Linked DNA regions of Anas platyrhynchos: region 2 is linked to region 1. Evidence: chromatin contacts called from public Hi-C data. All regions are on one chromosome and are shown on one strand. The core of a region is the stretch at or near the end of the contact, and the rest is flanking DNA. Distances in the headings are between cores, read along the strand shown.

Region 1 (4,444 bases), core at 512-3,011:
TCCAGGAGGCTGGCGCAGAAGGGGCAATCCTGCAGCTCGCAGGTCAGCGTCCCCCCCGGCGGGCTGGGCAGCGGGCAGGCCGCGCTCAGCCCCGACAGCCGGCTGGATGTCCGCCGCAGACCTGCAAGGGGAGACGTGCACCGTGAGCCCTGCACACCCACGGCCTCCCCTCGACATGGTGGACAACCCTCTGTGTCCACGCACACCCTCGACATGGCGTACTGCCCTCTGTCCCCCCACACAGGCAGTGCTGGTCTCTGTTACACCTAATACAGCCTTCTAGCACTCTATCTAACCAAGCAATTCTCATTTTGCCTCAATTTTCCCTTCTGTTCCGCTCTGCCCAAGCCCTGACACCTACCCTCTAGCCCCCTCCATGGTTGTGGGGCTGAGGGACCCGTCTCCGCACAGCATGGGGGCCATTTTGTGCTCTGCTGCTCAGGGAGGACTGACTGGCACACCTCTCACTTCCAATTATTTTTGATTATATCTGACCAGGCTAATGTCATTAGTGGTGATCTGAGCACTATCAAGCTGTTACACACGATTTAGGTAGAGCTTCCATTTAGATAGTAATGAGGTGGGAGAGAGAAATGGACCAAAGGTGGCTACAGACCACGGATCACAGCTCGGAGGGTCACGTAGTCCCTTTAGTCTCCTTCATCCCTCCTTCAGCCTTTAATAAAGCTCAGGTGTATTCGTTGCTTGAGGCACATGACTGAGTGTGCAAGGTATTTTAAAATCAAACAAACACATTACCACATGGTTTGTGGTGTGAGGAGAAACGCTGGCTGCCGTCACAGAGCCAGGGCACACAGACGATGTGGCCAAGCGTAATGAGGATGAGTCAGGTGGAAACGGAACCAGATTTTGTTTCCTCATATTCAGGAATGAAATTCCTGATTTCATGATATTTAGGAACCAGATACTAATGACAGGGAAAAAACAAAAACAAAAACAAAAAAACACACAAGAAACAAAACAGGAATGTAATAAATACCACTTGAATGTGATCCTTCCAACAAAATGCCATCAAACCATTAATGAACATCTTCCTTGATGGAAAATAAGGTGTAGGTGACACTTTTCCCCTGGTACATGCCCCTGCCTGGAGGTTGGATGGAGATACAGACACATTTTGGGGGGGACCAGGCACAAAGGCAGTGGATGCTCCTGGCTCTGGGCCCAGGAGCTTGGAGCTCACCCAGCAGTAACACTGCTGATTTCAGCCATTCCTGGCTGACACTCGAGGACATCTTTAAAGAGAAGGCAGCAGCAAACAAATAAAGCACCTTGTTAGATTGAAAGCTGGGTTCTGACAGGAGACAAAATATATTTTACTTGCTTGAATGTCACTGAGATATCACTGGCTTTCAAAACAGTCTCGCAGGAGAGAACTGTCCTCCTTTTGGTCTTTACATCAAAGATACCAGGAAAAATATTTGCCCCCTTACTCAACCTGCAAGCAGCAGTGGTCAGCGTTGCACACCAGCTTGGTGTTTCTGCTTGGGACCAGTCAGATGAGGAAACACTGGAACATGGACCCAATAGTGCAGATGGCAGAGGCAGTGGGCTTGCCAGATGTCCTGAATGCTATCAAAGTGTTAAAAATTATATGAAAAACACTGGCGCCGCAGATGTCTTCAAAATACCAGAGTCTCCTTGGCTGCCTGCTAAAATAACCTCACAGCATTGCAGGGCACGAGAATGCGGAGGAACAGGCTGTACTTTGTGCTGTTCAATTCCACAACAAAAGAAGGGAAGAGAATACTCTCTCCCACAATTGCATCTTTCCCAGCGGACACCAACCTTGCTTCCAGCTGGGCCTGAGAGTGCCCTGGCTGCTAATGCCTGCTTAATGCTCTCAATTATCACTTGTGTGCTCCCCTTGCACAAATCTTGCAGTGAACAGACTCTGCTTGTTGACTGGTAAGAGTGGAGAGAGAATTAAGCGAAACGGCCCTTTGTTTGCCCAAAGGGGCACAGGAGGGCTGGGGGGAGCTTGTGAGCCCACCCTACCTTCCCTGTCTGGCACAGGGTGGAAGGGAAAGGCTGGGCATGGACACATTATGAGACGGGATCTCCAGATGGATTTGGCCAACTTACTTCCCATCCTAGCCCCTGTGCTTCTCAGGGTGCCACATAAAGCTGCTGCTCACCAGCAAAGAGCTGCTGCGTCCACCTACTTCCTCTAGATAAAACCACATTTCTGAGAGAGACAAAAACAGTTTCAGGAGATTTGTTTAAAACATTTTGTTATCCTCTGGGCTAAAATGCCTCTGTGAAAAGAGGATACTATAATTGAATTATTAACAGCAACTCCATCTAACCTCAAGCTTCTGAAGAACCACCAGAGACCACGTGAAAATCTCCAAAGTCACTGGAGTGGCCCTGGGGTGTTGCAGGTGTGATTGAGATCTGGGGCTTCCTTTGTTGGGATGTGCCCCAACAGCAGATCCCCCTGTGAGCACGGAGAACCAAACCTCTGACTTGAGCGCTGCCTTCCAAGCAACAGCTTTTCTGCTCGTCCTTGGTTTCCCAGTTCCAGACTTCTGTGGAGCCTGGGCTTTTATCTCAAGGTAAATACACAGTCTCATAATAACCTTCATTAACTTGCATAGTTAAAGATGTAACAGTGATTCATATAAAGCCCTTGCTTAACAACGGAAGAACATTGCAACTAACCTTGCCCCTCCTGCCCTCCTGCTAAGCTTCCAAAAGTACAGAAATGTCTGCCGAAGGCAATTTCTCTATAAACAATCCACTTTACCCTTTTGTATGGTCACTTAAAAAAAAATATTAACAAAGACAAGCCACCCAACCTCTTTGGCAAGCAACCTTTACTGTGACCTCCCTCAAGCTAGGCTTGGTATTTTTTCAGCACATGCATCACTAGGATAAATATTTGTGTCCATGCACACACAGATAAACAGTTTTGGAAAACACAGGCATTGATAAAAACAGATTATGAGTTTGGCTTAAAGAGATTAAAAAAAAAAATAGAAGCTTGATCTTTTTGACTTTTTACTGTTTGAGGGCTTAAAACTATTTTTTAGGTGTTAGCTCCAGCCATGAGGACTGGAAAAAATTTGCAAAATAGAAACCTAAGTGTTGCATGTAATCACTACACCAGCACTGGATGATTTATATGAGAACAGAGATAAAACTGCACTAACTAGCAATGCTGATGTGGCTGCAGTCTGTACAGATAAGAATGGGACAGAGGAACACGAGTCCCTCACATGTTTTTCATTCAGTCAGACTGAAGGGAGATCCAAATCTGCAGTAACACTCAATTCTACATTTCTTCTGCACATGGTGAAAGAGGAGAGGGGAAGCATCTAATGGGAAAGGAGCCTTCAGCAGTGGCCTAAAGGCACTCATCCTGCATCTTGCTTTACTCAATGACTGCAAATACAAGGCTAGAAGGAGCAGAGCTCTCAGTCCCTCAACCCGTCCTACTTTTGTCTTCTGTGCTTAGCTCAAACATCATTCACAAAACAGCTGCCATCTTCAGCACCCTTCTTGGCTATCATTAACCCCTTAACTCTTGAGCTATTTGCCCTATGCCCAGTTCTCCTAAGCAAAAATATCTGCTCGTTTGTCCTTACCATGCTCTCCTACCAGTTGCTGCAGCTTCCCATAAGAATCCGTGCCCAAATTTACAGGGCTGTTAACCACCGCCACAGGTGAGTTGCCGTTCTTCTTTCCTTTGGGAACCGGCACAGAACTGCCTTTGCTCGTTGGAGAAGGCAGGATGGTAGGATAGTTGCTGCCATGGTTGGAGAGTCCGGCAGTCAGTTTAATGCTTGCAGGGGCATTGGAAGACTTACAGTTCACCTGTGGTCCTTCAACGTGACAGTCTGCGTGGTAAATGCTGTGCACAGACTCTGAATCTGGAGGAGGTGCGGGGCTCTGCAAGTTGGGTGATGAGGAAGGAAGCATCAGTTTGCCTCCAGGTTTCATGACCTTGAGTTCCAAGTCACAAATCTCAGGGTTGGAGCGCGGCCCCCGAGGGCTCCCGTTGCTGATGTGGTAGTGGTGGTGGTGGTGGTGGTGGTGGTGGTGGATGAGGTGGTGGATGGAGGTGATGCGCTTTTTGCCTCGGCGGCTCTGCCCATTCGTGGTGCTGTTTGGGTTCACTTTTTTCCTGCGCTTGCTCTGCCAGTTATTGTACAGGCGTATCGTCCGCCGTTTCACCTTCCTGAAGATGTGGCAGATGTACTTGAGCAGCTCCTCGTAGCAGCTACCTGGCTCCGAGAAGCTGGCAATTGTGCTGTCATTGGAGAGATAACGGGCCCGCTGCTCCTGCATCAGCTGGTTCTCCCGCTGCTTTGTTTCAGAAAACTGTGTTGCTATCACAACCAGGCACAAGTTAATCATGAAGAAGGAACCAACCTGGAGAAAACAAAACAAAAGGAGTTAGCAGAGACTCTATGGAGCA
Region 2 (4,444 bases), core at 505-3,004, 250 kb after region 1:
CACGTTAGCGAGATTTCCCTACATTAGACATGAGAACAAAGCTCCTTCTTCCAAGAAAATATACTTCAAGTACTTCTTTGCTGTGGAGAAGAAATGGTCCTTTCTGCTACCGGCATGTGAGAGGAAACCTTTCCCTTCTCCAAGCACAAGATCTGTTCTCCATTTATGCTAATTTAAAAAATCAAAAATCAAACAGAAGACAGGGAAAAGAAACAGCAGCAATGAAAAAACCCATAGGCACCTGACATAAACAGGAGCATTTGATATGGGAAGGGGAACTAGTTTCTGTAAAAAGGATTCCAGCCAAGAGAAATCTTAATCTATTGCATGTCAAAAGATTTGAGCTGGAAAACATTTGTGTTCTGTTCTTCCAGTATGTTTTGTCATTGTGTACTCTGGAAACATCTTGGATGGCTGTTAATAATTTATGTGGTACAGTGGCATACTAAATCACTTGGCTGTTGGAAGAGCTTTGAAACACAGGGTCCCTGGGTCTGCCCTGGATAATGAAGGGAACTCCTGAATCTGCCAGGTGCCAATAGGTTTTGCTTTTATTTCTTGCAGCAATGTGATTTACAGCCTGTTAAGACAAGATGCATCTGTTAACACTTGAAAGCAGACTTGGACTGACAAAAACAAAGCAAAACAAAACAAAAAACAGCCTGATGACAAAACTCTCCAAAATCTGTTCCTTGGAAGCAATGTCCAGTTGGGATAACACCCATAAAGCTGCTCATTGAAGTAACACTTGCATTGGTTCAGGAAGAATTTACAAATTTTTCGTGCAGTGTTTCCCTCTTGGAGAAGACTATAATTTATTAGTCACATTTAGGACCAGCGACTCAGCCCAGCCTGCTGCTATGTTTGCAACCTCAGACACATCCCATCATGGCCCTAAAGGACCTTTCTGCAAAACTGCCTGGGTGATACTGACTGGGCTGTGATAAGATGCCACTAATAAGGGCTCTTTGGAACCGCCCAAGAGAAAATGCTATTTAATAACAAATCTTTGCTGCTTATTTTCAAAAATGTATTTTCCATACCAAGAACTTTCAGTATCTCAGCAGGGCTTCTCCTGTAGACTTACTGTACTTTAAAAATGCAACATTTGCATAGATCACCATGCTGAGAAGGCTACCAGCAGAGGAAAGATGCAGGCTGAGGGCAACTTAAGGAAAGGAACAGATGGGACAGTTAGAGGAAAGACGCTTGAAAAAAAGAGAGAGAAACAGAAGTAAGTCCAAAGGGAAAGCAAAGGGCACAGTGACTTCAACAGTGCAAAGAGCTCATCCAGTGGTGCTGTTCAATTAAAGGGCCAGTTATGTCACAATGTTTGCAAAAGGGAAGAGGCAGGATTTCTCGTCTCTGCTGGGATTCAGCCTCCCTTTTTCAACATTGCCCCTGTGGAAGGGAAGTTTTGCTGGGGCCGTGCTGCCAGCCGCGGCACAGTGCATCTTTCGAATGCAAGTGCTCTGTCAGCAGCAACCTCTTGATCTCTCTAAGGAGTGCAAAGCCCTGTAGGACCATTGACTTTCTGTGGGTTTAGAGCGAACTGATCTAAACCAAAGGATTTTAAGCAGCAATTTGGGTGGCACCTCCCAGCAGACAGGGTGCACACCAGGACACTATTCCCCTCGGCACATAAGGAGCCCCTTAGCCTGCATGTTACCGGGCGGGCGGCAGAGCACGTGGCTTCTTCTTCCTATTTTCTACTTAAAAAGGACTTTGAAGAGAGACTGCCGCAGCGCAAGGACGACAGTGCCCTCTGTTGTCCCCGTGCTTGCAGCACCCACCGCTGCGCTCCAGGCCTCGCCTTCCAGCCCAGCACTGGCAACCCCCAAAAAATAACCACAAAGCCCAGCCCACGCTGTCGGTGTCCCCCAGGGGCCAACAAAGGGGTCGCGGCCCCAGCCGGCTGCCACAGGCACACGCAGGGGCCGGGGGGGCGACATTCGGGACGAACCCTGTCAGGATCCTCCCCGTTCCCAGACAATGAAGGGCAAGTGCGATGGCGGGGGGGAAAGGGAAGACGCTGAGCACAAGGAAGAGGCAAAACGCAGTAAGAATTATCTCTTTATTCCTTTATTCCCACCCGCGCACTCGCACGGGGGAGTCACAACGGTTACAGCGCGAGGGAAACCCGCCCGGAACCGCCATGACAGAAACCGCCATGACACCACCACGGCGCCGCCATGACACCGCCAACCCGCCACAGCCCGCGCTCCCTCCCCATTGGCTCTCCCCGTTGCCACGGCAACAGCGACCCCACCTCGGGGCGCTCCGGCGCTCTGATTGGTGGCTGCCGTTGCCGCTTTCCCTGCTCCTCGGGGAAGGTTGCGGCTGCTGATTGGCTGCTGCCGTTGCCTAGGCGACGGCAGGACGCGGCGAGGCCTAGCGCAGCCATGGCAGGGCCCGAGGCGCCCGCCCGGCCCCTGCTGACCGCCGAGCCCCCGCCGCCGCCGGTGCCCATCTCCGCGCTGCCCCCCAAGGTGTACGAGGCGGCGCTGAAAACCGGGCCCGACTCCTCCAGCGGCCTGGCCACGGCCGGCTTCCGCAGCGCCAAATACCTGCCCCCCGAGTGGCACCAGAGCAACTACTGCCAGTACCACCGGGCCTTCGCCAGCTGCCAGGAGGCCGAGCGCAACCGGGATGAGGCCAAGGAGCTGTGCGAGCGCACCGCTGCCGCTGCTCAGCGCGCCCAGCAGGATTCCACAGCCGCCCTGGGCCAGCGGCTGCAGGACATTCACTTCTGGAAGAGTGAGCTCCAGAAGGAGATCGAGGACCTGGATGCGGAGACCGGGCTGTTGGCAGCCCAGAAGCTGCGGCTGGAAAGGGCGCTCGACGCCACCGAGGTGCCCTACAGCATCGCCACCGATAACCTGCAGTGTCGGGAGCGCAGGCAGCCCCCGGACCTGGTCTGTGATGAGGTGGAGAGGGAGCTGCTGAAGGTGAGCAGGGCGGTAGGATGGGCAGGGCTGTTGGCAGCCCTCGCAGAGTGCTACCCCATCTCCAAAATGCTGAGCTGCTTGGTCAGCAGGTGATAACTGCAGCGTGAAGGTACCTTCTGGCAGGATGCAGAGGTTTGTTTGCCCTTCCTGGCAGCCTGGACTCTGTCTGTCGATCCTAAATGCAGGAGGGATTATTTAAAATCCTTCCTTTGTTTAAAAAATGTTTAAAATCACATGAGTACAATCAGAGGAGACCAGATCCTCTCTCTCAGACCAGATCCGTACGAAATCAAAGCAGAGGTTTCCTGTACCAAGCTGAGCATCACACTCTGGCATTAAACACTTTCCAGACTCTGCTTGGATTAAAGTCCCCTCATTTCTGCAGGTTACACTTTAAAAATGCAGTACCCCATGAGCAGACTGTGTAGAGGGACTGAACCTACAGTTAACAACTATTCAGGACATGTGAAACGTTGCCTGTTTCCATGTTCAAGAGAGCAGTCTCTGCCTTTTACTACCAGTTCTGATGCTGTAGTCTTGCCAAGGTTCTCAACAAGGTAATCTAACACGGCACTGTTGTGTCTCAGCCCAAGCCATCATTTTAATTGTATGGCAGGACAGCAGCATGGCTCTCTCCAATCAGTGCAATGTAGCCGTGTGACACCTGCGGGAGCTGACAGCTCCAGACACACGGGGGGCCCAGACAGATGGTATTTCTGACAGTGTGACTTCAACAAACCTGATGCTCTCCCGAAATCCGCTCGATCATTTTCCTCCCAAAGAGGACTCTACTCTAGCTGACACTTTGTTATCTGTCACTGCGATCCAGCACAGCATGTAGATTGCCTTCAAAGCTGATGTAATTATTGTGGTTGCATTATGATATAGAGAACAGATTCTGGGTCATCTTTCATTCTTGAATGATACATATCCTACTGTCCCACAGATAAATTAATGAACATTGGCCTGCAGCTTCCAATATAATGGAAAGTTGATTCATGATGAGTTACTGATTAACCCAGATGATTAATATTTGTTGTTAGCAAAATACTTAAGAGAATTACAGAGTTGATGGAGTGCTAGTATTTAGCAATATTTTTAATAGGAGTAGTGCTCAATTGTAATCATTACCTAAGAAGCTGCTCTAGTGAAAAATGCAAAAATGGGAGGATTAGTGTATAGAGTATTTCAGTGGTGTGCCAGACTGATTTTTGAATTGTTATAAAATACACAGTACAGAAACTATCTTCATCAGCTGCTGCTGTTTTAGAGAGAGATGTGAAATACAAGATCTACCCCTCAAAAAAAATCAATTTTCTGGCATTTCTCTCCTCCTGATCTCTGTTCCAAAGGATAGTTTGTTCATTGCTAAGAAGTCCGTCTGCTGCTGCTAATTCTTCACCTGAAATTGTGATTCTTTGCGTGTGACGACAGACCATCAACAGCCAAGTGGGATGTCATCAAAAAAGAATGATGTGAGTTCAGCTGAGGCGTGT

What was found. A called contact is a pair of places that touch in the nucleus more often than the background predicts.
Region 2: a contact with region 1 is called in a Hi-C map of small yellow follicle, with 2.4 times the contacts expected there. The contact joins the promoter of TEKT4 here to the enhancer-like site in region 1. A contact is called at or near these places in 3 of 8 Hi-C or Micro-C datasets (liver, small yellow follicle and subcutaneous adipose tissue).

Annotation. Positions count from the first base shown.
Region 1 is chr15:17,615,945-17,620,388 of IASCAAS_PekinDuck_T2T, forward strand. It overlaps CACNA1H (calcium voltage-gated channel subunit alpha1 H), which reads right to left. Exons shown (of 35, transcript XM_038186946.2): 9 at 3,612-4,398; 10 at 1-121. Among named protein-coding and RNA genes, the nearest start is that of B9D1, 89 kb to the left of the region's middle. Within about 2 kb of position 1,762, at least 3 of the 8 cell types and tissues checked have an H3K27ac peak or open chromatin away from gene starts, as enhancers often do.
Region 2 is chr15:17,868,389-17,872,832 of IASCAAS_PekinDuck_T2T, forward strand. It overlaps TEKT4 (tektin 4), which reads left to right and starts at 1,755. Exons shown (of 6, transcript XM_027469239.3): 1 at 1,755-2,948. The coding sequence starts at 2,193.